Linked DNA regions of Mus musculus: region 1 is linked to region 2. A link is a contact called in public promoter capture Hi-C data. All regions are on one chromosome and are shown on one strand. The core of a region is the stretch at or near the end of the contact, and the rest is flanking DNA. Distances in the headings are between cores, read along the strand shown. Region 1 holds the start of Chmp4c (charged multivesicular body protein 4C). Region 2 holds the start of C230057A21Rik (a long non-coding RNA gene).

The links. Capture Hi-C pulls out chosen DNA fragments and counts their contacts.
Region 1: a promoter capture Hi-C map of liver shows a contact between it and region 2, with 7 times the contacts expected there. The contact joins the promoter of Chmp4c here to the promoter of C230057A21Rik in region 2.

The regions. Positions count from the first base shown.
Region 1 is chr3:10,364,110-10,371,358 of GRCm38.p6, reverse strand. Chmp4c (charged multivesicular body protein 4C) reads right to left here and starts at 4,386. Exons shown (of 5, transcript NM_025519.2): 1 at 4,138-4,386. The coding sequence starts at 4,327.
Region 2 is chr3:8,732,149-8,738,751 of GRCm38.p6, reverse strand. It overlaps C230057A21Rik (a long non-coding RNA gene), which reads left to right and starts at 2,113. Exons shown (of 3, transcript XR_878672.2): 1 at 2,113-2,624; 2 at 5,109-5,166; 3 at 5,321-6,398.

The sequences.
Region 1 (7,249 bases), core at 3,137-5,636, 1.6 Mb before region 2:
AGAAAATTACAATGGACTTAGATTTCCCACACAAGGCAGAGCAACTGGAAGCCCTGTTTTTGAAAATCTGATACTTGAGTCCAGTTCCAAACAGTCAGTCTGGGGTAGGAACTGCTGTCCAGGTGACCTCAGTAAACAGACGGGATCATACACTGCTCTCAGTGACATGATAAAGAAGTCGGGAAAGAATAAGTGATATATAATAAGTCTGCTTTTGCCCAAAACAGATCACTAGGTATTAAGCAAGAGTTCTAGCAATCTGAATAAACTGTACTTAAACATCTCAGGCCTCCTGAAGCTTTTAATGAAATTATAAATCTTGCTCCAGCTGTTTCCTCATTGGGATCATCAGCTCCTTGCCTATTGTGACACTGCAGGTGCAGAGGCCATTTGGTTCTGTGCACTCCACAGACTTTCTGAAACATGGCAAATGATAGCCTCTAAAGAAGTCTGAGGTCAGAGGTCAGAGTTAGCCACTCATTCATTTCCTTACTGCTAGTTATAATTCAACTAATTTTCGAGAAAAATGGATCAGCATGTGTGTAGCTAAACAAATATTCTGTAGTAAGTTGTTCATCTGATTTACAAGATCAGTGAAGCTCTAACGCTATCCTTAAGGGTGCTTAAATACCAAAGCAGGCAGTGACAGTCCCTGGAATATGCCCTATGGAGGGAACATTCCATCAGAATCCATGCCAACCAGTGACCAGACATTGTCCCCAATTTGAGATCAAACAGGTACCATGTTGATATTTATTTATGGATCCAAAAAATTCCCATCACCTGTTCAAACCTGGAGAACTGGAAAGTACCCCTAAGCCATTGTAATCAATCCACATATTTAGAGTATTTGTAATTTCACCAGTGAGGTCTATTTTTGGCGTGTATTTCACTTATTTAAAAAGTAGCTAGGGCTAAGCATGGTGGCACACAGCTTTAGTCCCAGCACAAAGGAGACGAGTCAGATAGATCTCTGTCCGTTCAAGGCCAGTCTGGTCTACAAAGCAAGTTCCAGGACAATCAGGGCTGTTACACAGGGAAACCCTGTCTTGATTGCTCGCCCCCAAATGCAATACATACATACATACACACACACACACACACACACACACACACACACACATACACACATACATACATACATACATACATACATACATACATACATACACACACACACACACACACATACATACATACATACATACATACACACATACATACATATATAGTAGCCAGGAGTGGTGATGCATGACTTTAATCTCTGAATTTGTAGTTCAGGGACAGCAGGTCTCTTTGAATGCAAGGCCAGACTGGTCACCCTGAACCAGAGTGATGTCCATTAAACTTAACAATTTATGATTTGACAGTCAAAGAGCTGGCAAATTGGAGGGTCTGTCCCCTTCCTATTCTCTCTCTTTCTTTTGTCATTCAGAAACCTGAGTGAGAAATATCCACTTCCCAGGCCCTCTGTTTACCCCAGAAGCAACACTCCAGGAGCCTCCCTTGGGGGGGGGGGGGCTTATTAGCATCTTGAATTCGTTTCTTAAGGAAGTTCATATGGTTCTTATGACACAAATTATTTAGCATTGTAGTTCAGTGCTTGGGTTTCAGAGCAGCTGTCCCTGCTTTATTTGTTGTCTTCACTGTCAAAGAATTCTAGGTCTTTTAAAAAACAAGAAAAGATAAACAAAAAATAAAAGTTAACCATTTCACCAGTAAAATTCCCTTTGGGTATTCAAAATGCTGTCTATGTTTCTGCTGTGGAGACATTCATCACTGAAGAACTTGCGGTTTCTGGTATAATACTACCAGAAATATATAATACATTCAGCTAGGATGTTTGACACATTAGGTGGCCATCTATGGAAGTAAAGCTTCAACGGAGAATACATTGTGTCTCTCAGATTACAATGTAAATTACAGCTAATCTAGCAGTGCCATTATGTAGCATAGGGTCCTTGTAGTGCTCAGTAATTTGGGTCTTATTTTCCTATATATCTGAAAGTATTCTTAGCAGCTAATGGAAGGGAATGGCTGTGTGTGTCTGGAGTTATCGGGTTTATTTGGAGACGCGATTCTATTGATGGTGCGTCTAATGCATAGGACTGTGACCAAATTCAACCCATAGCTTATATTAAAGATGGTCTCATGCAAGCCAGCCTCTGCTTATTCCCGGGACCTCTGGAGCCCAGGCCTGGGCTAACAACATTGAACTCTCATATCTAAATGATGATGAATCAATTCTTGCTCCAATTACTGCTTGCTCACAGTGCATATGTAACTTCCCCAATTTAGGGAAGCTGGGTTGGTACTCAGCATTCTCTTCAAATGTTTTGTCCTTGTTTGTCGTGTAAGCTTGTGATACACCTTAAGGCCACTGGGAACCAATGTAGCCCATAGTGTGTTACATTTCACTCTCTGAAAGCAAATCTACATTTTTACAAATTCCTAGAAGTAGATGTTCAAATTCTCATATTAAATAGACATTTACTGAGTTACTACTAGAAGCAAAGGAGCACACAGTTCCAAACAAATGACCATGTGTTTGTGCTGTGACAGAAACTCCACAAGTATTCAGAGTGCACAGCTAGCCAGTGAGGAAGACTGGAGTCACAGCACGAACACTGACTTTATAGCCAGCTATAACAACGGCACCGTCTCTCTTTAGAAAATGTCACCGAATAAGTTCCCAAAATATTCTCAACATGGAATAAAAATAGAAACCAGTCCTTAACTCTAAGCCATGCTGTCCTGTGGCTAAAGTCACAGGCAATAGCAAAGAATGAAACTTGGTCTTTTTGTCCTGATGACAAGAGCGTGTATATCCAGGCCCACTTTTATAAGAAGATACGGAGCCAAGGTCACCTCCCTGAGGCGGGGTTGAACAAAAGAGTGTCATCGGAATGAGCTAATCCTTCCCAGGGCCTCACAGTGACTGACCTGGACAGGGTGTGCCACTTGCCTGGCATGCACGGGGCACTGGGCTCTGCCCTCGGTACCCACAAGACCATGAAAGATGAACAGGAGAGATGGGGGAAAGAGGAGGGCGTGAGGAGAAAGGTTCCTTCCACCAACCATTTCTGGTAAAGAAGCCAGACACAGGGTCACAAATCCTCAGAGTTGATGAGCAAGCAAAGCCATTGCCACTTCCAGTTTGGGGCAGGGAGTTGCTGGGGGGTGCTGTCCTCCACTGCCCTGGTATTAAAAGCTCATCGCTCCTCTCCTCCCTGGGTTTGCATGCACGCACCACTGTGAGCTGCTGAGACCTATCCTTACAGAGCAAGCAGTATGCTGCACAAATGAACTCTGACAAAGAGCAAAAGGTTCAAGGCGTGACTGCTTCACCAAGTCATTTCTGACTCAAAGTCCTTTGTGTGTACTAAAAGCCAGATAGGAAACTTAATCTTTAATGCCTTGATTCTGTTTTTTTTTTTGTTGTTGTTGTTTTTTTTTTTTTAAAGATTACAACCGCACAGCAGGCAACTGAAGTTTTCAACAGCAGAGCACCAAGATAAACCAGAACATCCCAGGACACGCGTCACCTAAGATGAATTTACACAGACACTGGATGTGACCTGAACACAAACCTACAGGAGAAACCTGGTGTGCAATGGGAGTCAACAGAGCTGGGCTAGGAAGTGGTGAGCCAAAAGTGAAGCCCAAGTGGGTACCAGAAAACACTCTCACAAGTTAAACTTCCTTTGAATGCAATATTCTTAAAACTCAAAAACAATAAACAAAGTCGATGAGCAAAATAGCACATAAAAACGAATTTTAGCAAAGGAAGTACCATTAAAATCCCAGACATGAGTTCAAGACCAGAGAAAAATGGTCAGTAATATTCATTTTGACTTTAAAGTTTTGATTCCAGGCTCATCATGGATTGATTTGAGTCATTTAAATATTACATAATAATGTTGCTCATCTTGATTACTAGAATTTTTGGCGTTAAACATATTGCCAGCCTGGCAAGTGCCTAGCTTAGCTCACTTCAATCACCAGGCCCTGGAGATCAGGTCGGTTCCTAGAAAGGCAAGTCAGCAGTCCTGGAGGGATTCAGACTCCAAGATGAAGATGGTCCCCAGGGAAGGGCTGAGAGTGGGTGAGAGACGCATGTCCTGGGGCGCAGCTTACCTCGCTTGTTCTGGGAGCCGTGCTTCTTGGCTAAGGCGAGCTCCCTCTGGATTCGGTTCTCCAGGTACTCTTGCTTCTTGGCCAGCATCTCCTCCGTCTCCCGGAGGCGAGCCAGGGCTTCCTGGGCGCTGGGAGCCGCCCGGGCCCGGGAGGAGCGGGTCCCTTTAAAGAACTTACCCAACTTGCTCATGGCTGAGCAGTGGGGGACGAGCGTCCCAGCGCTCTGGAGACAGGTAAGCCACAGTCGGAGCCGACAGAGCTCCTGGGAATCAACAAGTTGTTTCGGCAGGTGACACCCACTCTTGGGCATTTCCTGGCCGGGCTCGGCCCCGCCCTCGAATAACTACCCGGGAGGGGGGGCAGGGCAGCCGACGCCACCGCCCTCTGGGAGTCAGGGAACCGAGAAAAGTTGGCCAGGAGCAAGGGACTGCTTTATCTCACTAGGACACATCCAGGAGAAACTACCGAGAAAGTGGCTCAAAGAAAAGCAAATCCATCAAACTCTGAGGGTGTCTAGCCAGGCCGAAAAGACTTGAGAGCAGGTGGCTTACCTGGATATACAAAGTGCTCTTTTGAGAGTGTGTGAGAGTTCACAATGTTCCTGTTTCCGATCTCTTCATATGTACAAGAATATTCTGCCACGTTCCTCTGAGTATGTGTCCTATCCAGGACACAGACCTCTCCCACCACGACGGTGTGGGCACAGCAGAGGCTGTGCTGGCTAGGACAGCCAGTCCCAAAAGCTGATCTTCACAAGACTTCAAGTAGGTGGAAGATGGTGGCCACCTCTTTTCTCAAAAGACTTCTGTACGTGCTTGATGGTCATATTCGTTTCTATAATTAGGAATACCAAGTGTACAGTGTGACTACTGTGTATTTGAATCTTAAATGGGGCTACTCTTGTGTTTGGGTCTTTGTCAAACACATTTACATGGATATCCAAGTAACGGAGAGTAGAAAATACCCTGGAGAAAAAGAAATCATCTTTCCTCCATGGAGGTTTTATCTGCCCCACCTCTTGGAGGGGAAGAAAAGCCTTTGGTTAGATGCTTGAATACAACTGGAAACCTATTTGAAGTACACTGCCAAGAAGCAGCCTGCGGCATTTAGTCTGTTTACAATGATTCACCTTAAACGCCACACTGCCATATTTGATCAATATCATCAGAATCTATTTGTGATACAGACAGCATCCTTCAATCCTAAGACCAGTAAACCAATCTGCATGCCATCATGGCTAATTAATCCATTTGTATCCAACGTCACTCTATCTAGCTGGAATTTTTGCCAAAAATTGAACATTAAGATTACTAGTAAGACACACACACACACACACACACACACACACACACACATTCCATAATAGATAGCTGCAGGCTCCTGTCATATCTTACTGGCTATTTAAAGTGCATGGTTAATAACATACACTTTGCTCTCATTTGGTAAGTATCCGACATCACCAATATTTTGCTAACTATCTGAAAGCGCCTAGTGCACGTTTCTACGCTTACTTCCCTGGTCACATCTCATCGTGCAGCTGTCCCCACTGCTGGACACTTGGCCTCCCCTTTGATGGGTGTGTTCTGTATCTATGATGCTGGGAAATCCAGCTGGAACTTACTTCTTACAGTTGGTAGTAACCACTGTAATATGTTGTCCACCCTCTATGTGTCATAGATATCAACTACGTGTAGATAGACTTGACAGAACAGCTATTTCTACATGTTTATTGTAAACATCTTTTTTAAAATCCTGCCGGCTCATTCATAAGCCCTCAAAGGTGTCTTTGTGAAGCTGCCTCAGGACTGCTCTTTTTAGGATGAAAATAGTTATTTATTCCAACAAATGAAGTACCTCAGACTCAGTTGGTAGCTGGGCCGAATTCACACAGGCAATCAGAGTGGAAGAGATACTTCAGGCTTAAATCTTTCTTCTTCGGTCTTCCCAGTTAAGTCTAGTACCGCGCTCCTGTAGTCCAAGCAAGCTAGCCTGAGCTACACAGTAAGATTCTGTTCTTTTCATTGTTTATACAACTTCCCCACTAAGAACAGAAACTCATTAAATATTTGTTTAATTAATTAACATGAAATGAAGGAGAAGTTGTGATGACCTTGAAAGTACTAGATCCTACGGGGGCTCCTCCATGGAAAGACCATCCTTCTCTTAGCAGCTTTTAGCAGCCTGCTGCACTTCATCCAGGGTGGGGATTATCCAATCCCAGTGGGCCAGCTCTAAACATATATACAAACAAACAACGCTAAATAGGCTCACCAACTATGTGTGTGTGTCTCTCTCTCTCTCTCTCTCTCTCTCTCTCTGTGTGTGTGTGTGTGTGTGTGTGTGTGTGTGTGTGTGTATGGATAGGTAGATAGATAGATAGATAGATAGATAGATAGATAGATAGATAGATAGATAGTAGATAGATAGATACATGGATGAATGGCTAGATAGATAGTAGATAGATAGATACATGGATGGATAGATAGATAGATAGATAGATAGATAGATAGATAGATAGATAGAACATTGCTATATCCACTCCAGTTGTGACACCTGTGACAGGACTAGATACCTGGAGGCAGTCCAGAGGCAAAAAGTTCACGGAAACTTAGTCTTCTGGAACCGTGGCATCCTGTATAACTAATGCTCCAATAATGTCCTTGCTTTAGTCGGTGAGTGGATCTGTGTGCTTTCCCTCAGTGTCTCCAAGCAATGACTTGCCAAATACCTAAGCAAAATAGAACTTTGCTTCTTGGCCTTCACTAATGTCCTAGGCAGTCCTTGAATTCAGTAAGAATGTTACCTATTCAGTGACATTCAGAATTGCCTCTAGTATTGTAAGAGAGATAGTGAAAGAAATCCGGCATTACTATCTATTACACAGAGTTAGAAATCTCAGGGCAAGCTTAGCAAAGAAAGTTTAGAATTCTTATTATAGTTATGTATGGCAGACTATATTACTTATTAGTAGAAAGTCCCCCCACACTATCACTTAGATAAAAGCTAAGTTGCTCCCATATACAGGAATTTACATTGGTTTAGGAAGTAGATCAGGCTGTGGTTTTAGAGTATTGCACTATTCATGAGAAGGTTAGCTAGCGCAGAACTCCCT
Region 2 (6,603 bases), core at 864-3,363:
TCTCCCCTCTACCCTGCTTCCTGTCTTCTTTCTGCTCCCTAATCCAGTGAAATTCCAGGGAGGGAGGGATCCCGGGCCAGCTCACACTCCTGCTGCCATCTTTCTTTACCAAGATGGACTATGGTCATCTTAAACTCTTTTACATTGTTTCTTTGTAAGATGATAGTTACTGTTCTCACTGGCACATGCCCCTGTGACATGAGTATTTTGCACCTGTGTTCAGGTGCTCCTAAGGTCCTGGAACTTGACTTATAGGTGACTTTGGGTGTCAGCTCCCGAGACAGAGTAGCAAGCTCCCCCACCTGTTGGGCCACGTCTCCAGCCACTTCAGCTGCTTCTTGCTATGTATTTGGAAACAGCAGTGAGAAGACTCACTCACCACACAAAGCCTGAGCTCAGCCCCAGAGACTCCAAGGACTCAATGCGCAAGCCCGATTATCTTATCCCCATGGCTCTATGTCATGAAGGTCTGGATGGCGTCATACTTTCTTTGACTATGAAACACATCATTCCTGTGGGAGTGAGAGGGTGTGTGTGTGTGGGGGGGTGGGGGTGCCGGAAACTATGGAGACACATTGTGTACACGTATAAATAAATGATATTAAAAATTCAAAATTCGTTCAAAATTCATATAAATGATGACTTGGAAAATTCTGACGTTTTAAACAGTTACAAGTTCTACCTTCCTGGGTTTTCAGAAGACCTGTTTCCTGTTTGCTCTCTGTTCAAGACACACGGGCTTTGGGAAATCTCACAGAGCTCCTGCTATCTCCTCGCCCCTAGCACAGGGCTGGGGAAGAGAATCCTTTGAAACTGAGATTTACATGGATGGAGGAGATGGAGTTGAATGGGGAAGACGACATTTTATAAACAAAAAGTTAACACTCGAGGACTCAGCCAGCCGAGACACAGGACTGTGGCCTGCTGTCTCTCAGCGGTTTCTTTGGTATGGTCTTCAACAGAACATTGAGACCAGAAGTGAAATTCAGGCCTAGTTAAAGTAAAACAAATAAATAAATTAATTAATTAATTAATTTTAAAAAGTAAAGTGCTGAAATGGAAACCTTCGGGTGCAGCCTTGGGAAGGCTGACCACGGGTCTTGCTCATCAGCCTCGTTCTGGTCAGACTCCTGCTAGGCTTCAGCCCAGCTGATTTTCCCCATAGCAGGCACTGGATACATGGCCTTCCTTTCTCTGCACTCCACTGCCTCCGAGCCTCTCCTTTGCCTGCCTGCCTCCTGGCTATTTTCTGGCTCTCAGCCTGGTAGCTGCTGTCTATTCCATACAAACGTAGGCTCCACCTGTGTGCTTCCGCACGCAGGCTTCTCACAGGGGCCGGGAGAGATGACACAGTAGTTAAAAGCTCTGGCTGCTCTTTTGGAGATTCCAAGTTCAATTCCCAGCACTACCAAGTGCTGCCCAACTGTTTGTAATGGAATCTGATGCCACTTGTAGGTGTGCAGACAAAAGTGTCTTACACATAAACCTATAAAAACACACACTAAATCAACCAATGTGAAGAACTAAATGTGTGTGGACTGGAGTTTACAATGGGTTGCCACAGTCCTATGGACACTCCCCCAACCCCCACCCGATTCCCCCCAACCCCCATCCCAGCTCTTCCCCAGCTCCCCCCCCCCACTCACTTTTATTATTGGGAAGGCAACTTAAACCACCCTCTTAATGAAATACACCCATGTGTGTCACACATACATGTTCTAGAAGCTACATGAAACTTTGTGAAAACATTGAAAACTCACCAAGGCAGCTGACTTTCAGAATTCCATTTGCAAAATAAGCCATGTATGAGTTCTCTCCATGGTGAGGCTCTTATGGTGAGCAGCTTAGCTGGACTCTCCATCTGCCATTGCTACATTGAGCTGCATTGCCTATTGCTGTCACTGCCTTCAGCACAGGTGAAATGGTTCAGCAGCCCTTGCACCAGGCCCTACAAAGGTTAGCCTTTCTATGAGATCAACTCTGAGAACTTCCAGGACTTCTGGGAAGGAAGCCAGAACAATTCCTCACTTCTCCTGCTAAGAAGAACCAATCTAAATGGAGGAGGGGTGACGCCAGTCTCTGATAAATATCCTTTCCATATGAAGTGCACATCAGCCTGACACAAGTAATTAGCTGTCAGGTGCTAGTCTTTGCTGTCAGAGGCCAATTTTGAGATTAGTGTTAATTGCAGGCGGCCTTAACGGCCTTTACTCTCGGCCCAGCAGCCCCTAGCAAGCTGCCCTCCCCAGCCGCTGCTAGTCTCAGTGCAGCTTTCAGTGATGGGGCTGGCAGAGTGGAATCAATTATGGGCCAGTGAGGATTTTCCCACAGGTCTCACTTGGAGATGAACGACTTCTCCTGCTGCCCAGACAGCTGGCCAGACTGTCCACTGGGAAAGAAGCCTGTGGAGGGGAGTGTGGGCCGTGTCAGCCACACTGCTGACAGCCCATCCGTTATCCACAGGGCTTGGCAGAGAGAGGCTGAGCCCCTCCGGCCTGTCGTGCACTGCCCTGGCTGCTACATCCCATCATCCAACGGCCCCAGTGAAAGAACAGAGAACAGTCCATCCGCGGATGTTACTAAGGGTCAAGAGGAAAGAGGAAGTGGATGGCCACAGCCTGATGGTAATGTTTGGAAGTTAGGTGTGGGTTTGTATTTTTAACAATTTTCAGAATTGGAATCGTGCTTTGTGTCATTTTGCATCTGTGAGGGTCACCTGGACTTTATGGCAATCTCCAAAGGTTTAAGACGGGGCATCTCAATGTTCAGAAGTCTCTCCCTCCAGGGTGTGGTCTGAGCAACAGTGATAAAACCTATGAAGCATGTGCTACTATCAGTTGTCTGTCCTGATTTATATTTTTAGCTGAAATTTTTTTAGCAAGAATAATGATTTTAAAGTATGCAAACTGCATTTCCATATTTTATCATTTGTCTTTGCTTAAAAAAAATTATCCAGGTTAGTGCAAACAGCCCCACATACTGACTATTTAAAAGTAAATAATTCCTAATTGGTAAAATGCCAAAGTCTATTTACTAATGGCGTTAAATATTTCTAGGAAATTTTGTTTTTAAGGGGTGAATTAGCTATTCAATTCTCCATGACCAAGGCATTTAAAAATTATAATTAAAGAACGCCCTGATGTAGGAAGGTGTGGCTCAGTGGGTAGAGTGCCATCCTGGCTTGAACAAGGCTCTGGATTCAGGCAGAATAAGACAGGAAGACCAGTGCGGGGTGGTGGTGGCAAACGCCTTCAAGCCTAGCACTCAGGAGGCAGAGGCAGACAGATCTCTGAGGGTCTCATGTAGGCCTAGGCTGGACTCAATTCAGAATGTTGTAGCTAAAGACAAACTTGGTTCTGATTCTTCTGCATCCACTTCCCCAGGCCAGCAAGGGCAAGCTACAAGCGAGGCTGGGTGGAGCGCAGGGGAGTCATAAAAGACGGGGAAACACTAAGAAGCCAGCTACATCCCACAGTCTTCTTTTAATTTGATTGCTGTTGGTGTTTGTGTGAGAGGCTTGACTCACCCTGCCATGCTGCCTCAGCATCCCAGTGCTGAGGTTATAAGAGCCATATCTGGCTTGCTGGATTATTAAAACAGTCCCCGATTACAGTTACTTGGTTCAAAATGAGATGAAAGTGGGCAAGTAATCACAGGTCTAGTGTAAAACCGTGCATGGTGGCACTGAACTAGAGTCACCTTTGGGTGGCACAGTGGAAACAGCTAGGATGTCGCAAAAGTCTGACTGCACCTCTGCAGAGCAAAGCCGCCTGACTGCACCTCTGCAGAGCAAAGCTGAGCTATGAGGGAGAACTGGGCTCTCTCTCCCTGCTAGTTCCCCAGTCTCACTTGGAGGCCTCTTGAGGTGGAGGTACAGGGGATGAGGGAGCTCACCAGTAAGTTCTTCGAAACTGTACCCACGACAACACTAAATGCTAAGTCCCAGAATGAGCAGTGTGGGACCAACGTTCCATGGTGCAATGTCCCAGTTAATCTCGAGCCATCTTCTTTCCCTTGTGACAGATGAAGATAACGTCCAAATCATACACAGAAATTCAACAGACACAACATCTATACAATTCAGTGAGCATCCATACAGTTAGAATGGGCACTGGAATGGAAACTGTGAAATTTCACACTACATTTTATACTTTAAGAACCGACTACTTTCTATGCTCCTACCCACTAGTCAAACAAAAAAGAACACCATGACATAACTAGAACTAGAAAAATGATTGGCTTTATATCCTCTGACATAAATGGTGTCAATTTCTTGCAGTCAGCTCTGCTTACCTTTGGTGTGTGTTGTTTTCACTTATTTTCAAGTTTTTAATTAGTAAAGTTTACAAAATTAAAAATAAAATAATTCAAACAAACAAGCCTACGATGAGCAAATCACTCCCTTGTCTTTGCAGCACAGTGCAAAGAGAAGTGCAGTCTCAGGTTGGCTGGGATCCAGTAGATGGATCCTGTGACTCGCTGATCTAGTTTCTGCCTTTAGAACATTCCCCAAGTTTGTTCCTTGAATGTCTTGACTGAAAACTTAATTCCCTCCATTTGGAAGACAGAGATGTCCAGTTGAGCCAAGACCACTCTTGTCTCTGCACCGACCACATCACTTCCTTCTCTGCCTTTGGCCTTCAAGGTACTCAAGACCAGGAGCACACATTTCCTGTTCTGTTTTTCCATGTCATCGAGCATGGGGAAGGCTGTCAGCAAACACATGGGAAATGTGAAAAAGTAGTGGGGAGGGGCAGAGGACAAGGGAGGAGACAGACTGACAAGGACCAGTGGAAACCACCTGCTTAGTTAGGGGTGACACACTTCCATGCAGTGCAGACCAAGTCCTCATGGTTTCCTAAACCGGGGTCCTCACTCCCCTGGTACCAATTAGCATTGCAACAGACACAGAAAGCAAGATAACACTAACAAAGATCCACCACTGGTATTAAACACAAAAGGCTGAGTAGTCAGTTAGGTAGCTAGTTGGCATTTACTGACTCCATGCTAAACCCAATGAGTGTTAATAGTTTTATAACCCAGATTACATTTGCTTTTGTTTTCTTCAAAAATGACTTACTCACTTTATGTATGACTGGTGCCTTCAGCTGTCAGACAAGAGCATGTGGTCCCCTGGAACTGGAGTTACGGATGGCTGACTCACAGGTAAGTGCTGTGAATTGAACTCAAGCCCCCTGCAGGAGCAACAAGGGCTCTTTAACTGCTGAAGCATCTCTCCAGACACTCATTTCATTTTCTAAGTCTTTGCAAATGAAGGTCTGCTCATGTAAGTAGCTTCAGATTCCATTATCGTCTTCAGGTTCACACGTTCACATATCTGGAAGATCAGAGAAGTTTCCAAAAATTTGCCGTCCACAGTGAGTAAGGAGAGCCTCTGGCCTTCAGCTCCACAAGTCCTTTCTTCTCCAAAGTACCAAGACCTTCAAAATGCCCCACCATGAGCCTTAGACACAACCTATGTTCTTCAAGGTCACACATCTTACTGTTGGGCTCCTAGACACTCAACGATGCAGGAGGAGGCATTGCCACCTCAGGGGCACTGAGGTACTCATACAACAACTTCGTGGGATTTCGAGAGAGAGTATTAACTTGTTTTCCTTCTGAGATCAAAATCCCCCACCTCGAGAGCTGGCCTACCATATAGGTGGAAGGAGAAATGATTCAGTTTTGTTTTTCCCCAAAGCTGTCAACTATTTGAAATTTTTACTTACTCCATATACCTGTTGTGTATTTATGAGATACCATGTGATAGTTCATACTTTTATGTACTTATTCTGTTGTGTTTAATAAAGGGTAAACATATCTATCCCTTCAAATTTAAATATATTAAAATAGTAACCTACTGTGCAACCAAGCACATGAACTTTGTAGTCCTCCTAACTAGGACTTGCGACCTGTTACACAGCCTTTCCCCATTTCCCCACTTTTCTCCCAGTCTTCCCAGTCTCCAGGAAACACTGTTTGTCTCTCAATGGCTGTAAGAAGAACGTTTTGAAAGTCCAACCCTGAGTTATGTGGTTATGGCTGGCTTATTTCACTCAACAGAGTGACCTCCAATTCCTACTGCATTATTATGACTGATGCCATTTCCTCCCCCTTTGCGCCTTAACTGTAGACCATTGTTAACCCATCACACTTTCCCATGTGCTCAAAGACTGGTATTTTATTCACAAGTAAACAAGTAAAAATCTACTGATATACAAATACCCCCATTTTGGTTGTGGTGATGCAGGCCTATGGGGGCGGGGCTGGATACATGCAAGGGGTAACTGAAGACAGTGAGGCGTTTGGAAGCACACAGTGGGCATGCGGGATTTAGAAGCACACAGTGGGTATTTATACAGGTGACTTACTCTCTTGGTTTTCTACTATACAAACAGGGCTGTAATAGATGTTGCTCTGTGTGTGTGTGTGTGTGTGTGTGTGTGTGTGTGTATACATGGCCTTGAACTCCTGATCCTCCAGCCTCCACCTCCCACGTGCTAGGACTCCAGGCATGCTCAGCAAAATTGGTGCCTTTGAAGTCTCATCTTTTCTGATATCTTTTCCTAAGAAACAAAGTTCAAAGGGCAGAATACAGAG